2 separate regions of the Sus scrofa genome follow, and region 1 is linked to region 2. The links are chromatin contacts, called in public HiChIP or PLAC-seq maps. All regions are on one chromosome and are shown on one strand. Each heading gives the region's core, a stretch centred on a gene start, on an enhancer-like site or on the middle of the called end of the contact. The rest is flanking DNA. Distances are from core to core; before and after follow the strand shown. Region 1 holds the start of R3HDM1 (R3H domain-containing protein 1). Region 2 holds the start of UBXN4 (UBX domain-containing protein 4).

Region 1 (3,096 bases), core at 183-2,682, 210 kb before region 2:
ACAGCAAGAATATACTTAACTTTACATCCCAAAGGCGCATTAACTAGGCAGGGTCTGATGTGCTAAGCTTATGGGCTCCAAAGACTTTACAATGATGTTTATATTCATCAGTGTTATTATAGGTGGTACCCTGTGGGCACTTGTTTAATGAATGCTTTACATTAAAAAAAAAAAAAAAAAAAAGGAGAAGAAGAAGAAACTAATGGGCCCATTCTTCAGGTTTTTTGGTTTTTGGTTTTTGTCTTTTTAAGGCTGTACCGCGGGGCATGTGGCGGTTCCCAGTCTAGGGGTCGAATGGGAGCTGAGGCTGCCAGGCTTATGCCACAGCCACAGCAAGGCGGGATCCAAGCCTCATCTGCAACTTACACCACAGCTCAGGGCAACTCCAGATCCTTAACCCACTGAGCGATGCCAGGGCTGGAACGCGCGTCACGGGCACTACTCGGGTTCCTTAACCACTGAGCCAGGACAGGAATTCCCAAAAGGCCCATTATTGACTATCAATCCCTTCTGTAGCTTTTCTCCTTTGAACCAGCCTTTAAAAGTTTGTTCGTTAAAGTAGGAGGAGTTAGCTCAGAATTTCTGGGCAGTTTTTAGCCAAACTGAAGATGTGAAAAAGGCCACAGAAACACCCATCACAAGTAAATGGGTGTAATATAATACTGAGCAGGTCAGAAGACAGGAAATTGAAGTCTCTGGAATTGAAGACTGGCATTCAGCCCTTGGGAAGTAGCCCCATCCCATTTCACCCACTCTTTCTAAAATGCAATTAAATTCCATTTAATTTCCTCTCTTTCACGCAAGAAACTTCCGACTTGCCCGCCATGCCACTCCCAGACCGCCACACCTGGTGTATTCGCTGTAGAATCTCCAACTCCCGCCACAGGTTTGGCATGTGTCCGCCCCAAAGCGGAAGTGACTTCAAAGGGACAAACTGAAAGTAAGAGAGTTCAAACACCAGCATTTAAAACCCCTACGGCGTTCTGAAAAGACTCTTCCCCGACTACCTTCTTTTCCATCCCTTCCCTCTTCTATTAGGACGGCAAAAAGGCTTCGCCACAGCTTAGCAACTAGTTCCCCGCCCCAAACTCCAAATCATTCAAAAGTTTGTCCTTTCTCATTGGCCAAAGAGGCTTCATGGGTACCTCCCGGGAACTACAATTCCCGTCAGGCCCCGCTGCAAGCAAACCGATGAAAGAATATAGGCAGGAGCAAAGCACACTGGGAGCTGTAGTTGGCTGCTGGCCGAAAAGGGCAATCACCCCGCCTTTCCTCACAGAGGCTGAATAAACCAGGTGTTCGACTTAGAACCCGTTACCGCTGAGGGGAGGAGCCAAGCCCTTAAACGGCATTTCTCACTTCCACCACATGGAGGATGAAAATTTTCCTTTACTCTTATAAAGCACTATAAATACTCCTTGAAGAAATATGGTTGTCTCTCCAATACCTCCAGGTCAGTAAAAACTCCCAGAACTCCCCCACCTCAGGCTCCAACTCGTGGGAAAAGGTGGCTCTTTTACAAGTGGGCAAAATGGCTGTCCTTTTAGTTTTACCATTGGTTGTCCTTTGTGTCCTTCAAGGGCGGATTCTTACCGCCGATTGGCTCTTTTTCCCTTGAGGGTGGAGAAAGACTTGGCTAGGCTCTCCCGCGGCCGATAGGAGAGAAAGGGGTGGAGAGAAGGCATTTTTTTCAGGCGTGATTGGATGATCCTCCTATCACTCCGAGAATATACAACCTATGATTTGTCGACTGCCCCTCAAAGAGAACGAGGAGGCGGGGCTAGTGCGTGGTGGGAAGGGGCGGGATTCCGCCAGCCGCGGCTGCTGCTGGAGCCGGTGTCCGGGCTGGTGATGGGGTTAATTCCCTTTCGTAAGACTCTTACTTGCACCCACCCAGCCCCGCCGTCGCCCCGCCGCGCCGCGCTCCAGCCGCCTCCTCCTCCTTCTCAGTAACGCGGGTAAGAGATGCCTTCCCCTCCCCCCTCCAGCTCCCCGGGAATAACGCGCCTTGTTCCCCTCCCCCGCCCGCCAACCGGTAGCGCTAACGGAGAAAGGCAGGCAGGGGAGAGATGTGTGTGAGAAGGTGGCCTTCCCCGCGGAGCGGTCGGCGCTCCAGCCAGGGCCCCGCTGAGGTGCTGTTGCTGCCAGCCCGCGGGGAGGTCTGGTTCCGAGGGCGTCCTGGCTAGTCTGGTCGGCCGCTGCGGCTGCAACTGCATCCACTACCTTGCGCCCACCGCCCCCACCCGGGGGCCATGTGAAAAGCAAACCCCTCGAGGCCTAGCGGAGGAGGCAGGGGAAAGGTTCCCGAGTCCCTGCCTTGGCTGCTGCTGCTGCCCTTGCAGCCCCAGGGACTCGGGAACCAGCCACAGAAGGCCTGCCAGGAGCGGTGCCGTGAGTGGCTCTGCTTTCCCGGGTGGTTGGCGCCGCTACCCCGGGCTCATCGGCCCACCACACGGCCGCGGCCCCTGGCCTTACAACCCCGAGAATTTTTAAAAAGGAAATAAAGCGTTACGACCGGTTGGTGAAAGGTGAGGTGGTACATTTTGCCTGTGGTACCAGAAAAAGCACAGTGGGGCTATTAAAAAGAAAGTTGAATGACTGTCAACGCCACGGATCTCGGAGATCAGATTTACACACGTTAGGGTTGAGCCTTAGGTTCTCCCTCCAATTCCCTGTGTGGTTGAAGTTTTTTGCCGTTGTTCTCTTTTTTGTGTTATTGTTGTTGCTAGGTGCGAAGGAGAGTGCCTCTGTTCTTTGAGCTTGCTTTTATGCAGAAACTTGAAGGCTGTCATGTCCCATCTATAATTGGGCTAGCGAGTCAGTTAAGTAAAAGGCAAAGAGGAGCTTTCTAAAATAGTAAGGCTTAGTAAATAGCAGATGATTTTTCTAATAAGATTTTTCAGAAAAAAAAGTTTTTTTATGTATGGTTATGGTCTGCCTAATTGTAATTCTGAAGAAACACTTGGCTTTTAGCCTAATGTCATCTATTACAAGAAGTTTTGAATAATGAAAAAAAGTCAAACTGGCAGCCCACCTACTTGTAATATTTGAAACAGTAAGACCTGTGTAATATTTAACAGAGTAGGATAACAATGC
Region 2 (2,901 bases), core at 167-2,666:
CCCATAGCATATGGAAGTTTCCAGGCTAGGAGTTGAATCAGAGCTGTAGCTGCTGGCCTACACCACAGCCACAGCAACATGGGATCCGAGCCATGTCTGGGACCTACATCACAGCTCAAGACAACATGGGATCCTTAACTCACTGAGTGAGCCCCAGGGATCAAATCCACACCCTCATGGATACTAGTCAGGTTTGTTACTGCTGAGCCACAGCAGGAACTCTCCTAATATTTAATTCTAACACTAGGAATAATTAATCGTTCCACTGCAAGGGTATATACATTAATCGAATTTTAAGGAATCCATTTAAAGTTGATGTTAAAGATCAACTCTAACTCTTCCTGAGCAACAGTGTCCTATATAAGCAGCAACTATCTGTAAGATTACTGTCTATAATCAGCATTATGTTTGTTTATAATAACACTATATGTGAGGCCTGGTTGGAAAAAAGTAAATAAAAATTGGAATGTTAGCTATTTTTAGGTTAAATATTTGTAGAAAATGGGTATTTTCGGATGTAGCCCCTCCTTAGCCCTGCAAAGATTGTCAAATGGTTGTACTGCTGGAGAAGAAATTTAAGTCATGTAGAATGTACAATATAAGAGCGTATGCAACTGTAAATAAACCATACATGCCTTTAGCCAATAGTTATTAGAGACCATATACTTTCATGAAAGTATTAAATATGGATCGGTTTTCATTTTAATGACAACCTACCAGAAAGTGCCATATCTTGATTATAATACATTATCACATATTGTCATAAACAAAATTCTTCTTTTGTAGTACAATGAAAAGTAGCTGGAAAATAAATCATTATCTATTCTCTGGCTTCAACTTACTGTAGAAAGCAACTGTGGCAACAGCATAGCTAAGTGTTATGAGGTTTGAAACGATCTCTAACCAATGACTAGGAAATTACTCAAGGTCTGCATCGAACCAATACCTCCCCTGTACCACACTCTGTATGGTATTACAAAAGGTTCTTTTCTTCAAGGTTGAGCTGATAAATTAAGATCAAAAGAAATCAAAGCCTTGTCGTGAATCCCCACAAAGCCCACTTAGTCCCTTACCCAGAGACACCCACGCTATCTCACAATGGTCACTAATAGTAATACAGAATTACATCGTCCCAAAGGCAGGGTTCCACTCAGGGCGGGGACGATTTCCTCCACTTTCAAGGTCTCAATAAAGCCAAGAATGGCATCTCTCGGCGAGAAGCACTACTTCTCCTCTTTATAGATTGTGAAGTGACTCACTACCGCCCCTTTAGCGGTGCGCGAGAAACCAGTTATATTTTCCACAGAGTTAAAGGGACCTAGCCTAAGAAGCCTACAATTCCCATCATGCCTTAGGAAGGCGCCGCCGACGCGCCTTAGCTACTAGTCATCCTTCCTACTACCTCCGTCCACTTCCGGGACTGCCGGGCCTGCGGCCTTGTAGGATAGCGCACCCACCGACTTGCCAACAAGACAAGTCACCGGGGTGCCTAGACGACGGCGACGTGTGGTGTCACGTGTCGCGGGGCGCTCCTCGTCTGCGCGCTTGCGCGCGTCCCAGAGGGCCTCTGACCGGCTTGCGCGCCTGTGCGGGGCCGGAGGCGGGGGGCGGACCAGCTGCGGCTGCGGAGGCCGCGGGGCCCGAGGACGGAGAGGGCGGGGTCAGCTCCGGGACCGCGGCGACAACACACCAAACGAGCGATAGGGCCCGAGGGCAACGATGCTGTGGTTTCAGGGCGCCATTCCGGCCGCCATCGCATCAGCCAAGAGGAGCGGCGCGGTCTTCGTGGTGTTCGTGGCAGGTGAAAGAGGCGAGGGCCCGAGATGTGGCCGGGTCATTCCCCACCCCGCCCCGGCCTACGTCCAACCCCAGAAGCCCCCTGCCTTTCGTCCTCGTGCTGAGGGGCCCGGCCTGTCGGTGCTGACTGGCTTCTCAGCGCCTCCCCCGTCCGTTTGGAGCTCACCGGGCTTTGCCCCCACCACCGGCTTCTCCCGGCCTTGTCCGGAGAGCGCGCCTAGCCCCGCCGTCACCTCTCTGTGCGGGGCGAGGGGAAGAGCGGAGCAGGCCCTCGCCCGCCCTGCCCCGCAGCTCCCCGCCGAGCCTTACTCCGGGCCGCCTGCGGAGTTGTTGCTCACAGACCCCCACCGCCCCCGTTGGAGATTTCTGTCTCCGAGGACCCGCTTCGGGAAACTTTAAAGCCGCTGTCATTAGTGTTGAGGTGCGGGGAGAGACAGGCCATTAGCCAGGCAGGCAGTTTGTAACTAGTTGTGGACTGCCAGGAAGAAAGCTGTGTCATAGGTAATCCACAAAGAGAAACCACCTGATGTCACGTTCCTGAGACGCAAACTTTTCAGGTCTCTATAGGTTTGACTTTTTAAACAATGTTATGGGGGGTGGGGTGGAGAATCTAATCTTTTTCTTATTTTAACCATTTGTTTAGAAGAAGTAGATACAGAGGCTTTGGCTATCTTTGTTGTCTTCCTAGTTTCATAGCTGCAGTTTCAGGTGTACTGACTCATTTATCCTAAGTTGCTCTGGGATTTATTACTGAAATCTTCTATTTTTCAGTAAACAGATGCTTCTGTGGTTTTGTTGATCCTCATTATGTAAACCAAGTCAGTGTTTGTGACTACCGTTAATTCGAGGTGTATTATTTCAACTATTTGTGTTTAATAGCAGTTTGGTCATTATTAACTCATGACTTGGGAAAATAGATAATAGCCCTATAGCTTTATGCACTACAGTGAAGACGAAGTTGCTGAAACGTGAGTTTCACTTAACATTAAAGTTGGAATTTCAGATTGTTTTAAATTCTGCTAAAATTTTAGTGCAGTGCTATTAATTAGAAGAACTTGGGTAGTTTAGATTCTCTTATGCTGTTTTTGTTTGTTTTTGGCGGCG

What was found. HiChIP or PLAC-seq counts read pairs in DNA pulled down with a chosen protein or histone mark.
Region 1: an H3K27ac HiChIP or PLAC-seq map of alveolar macrophages shows a contact between it and region 2. The contact joins the promoter of R3HDM1 here to the promoter of UBXN4 in region 2. A contact is called at or near these places in 2 of 5 promoter capture datasets (fetal liver and liver), 13 of 47 Hi-C or Micro-C datasets (alveolar macrophages, embryonic fibroblasts, fetal skeletal muscle and 6 more) and 2 of 2 datasets of contacts at active chromatin or transcription factors (alveolar macrophages and skeletal muscle).

Annotation. Positions count from the first base shown.
Region 1 is chr15:16,412,694-16,415,789 of Sscrofa11.1, reverse strand. It overlaps R3HDM1 (R3H domain-containing protein 1), which reads left to right and starts at 1,432. Exons shown (of 24, transcript XM_021075222.1): 1 at 1,432-1,453. ZRANB3 (DNA annealing helicase and endonuclease ZRANB3) reads right to left here and starts at 1,499. Exons shown (of 21, transcript XM_021075255.1): 1 at 1,448-1,499.
Region 2 is chr15:16,205,026-16,207,926 of Sscrofa11.1, reverse strand. It overlaps UBXN4 (UBX domain-containing protein 4), which reads left to right and starts at 1,416. Exons shown (of 13, transcript XM_021074795.1): 1 at 1,416-2,354.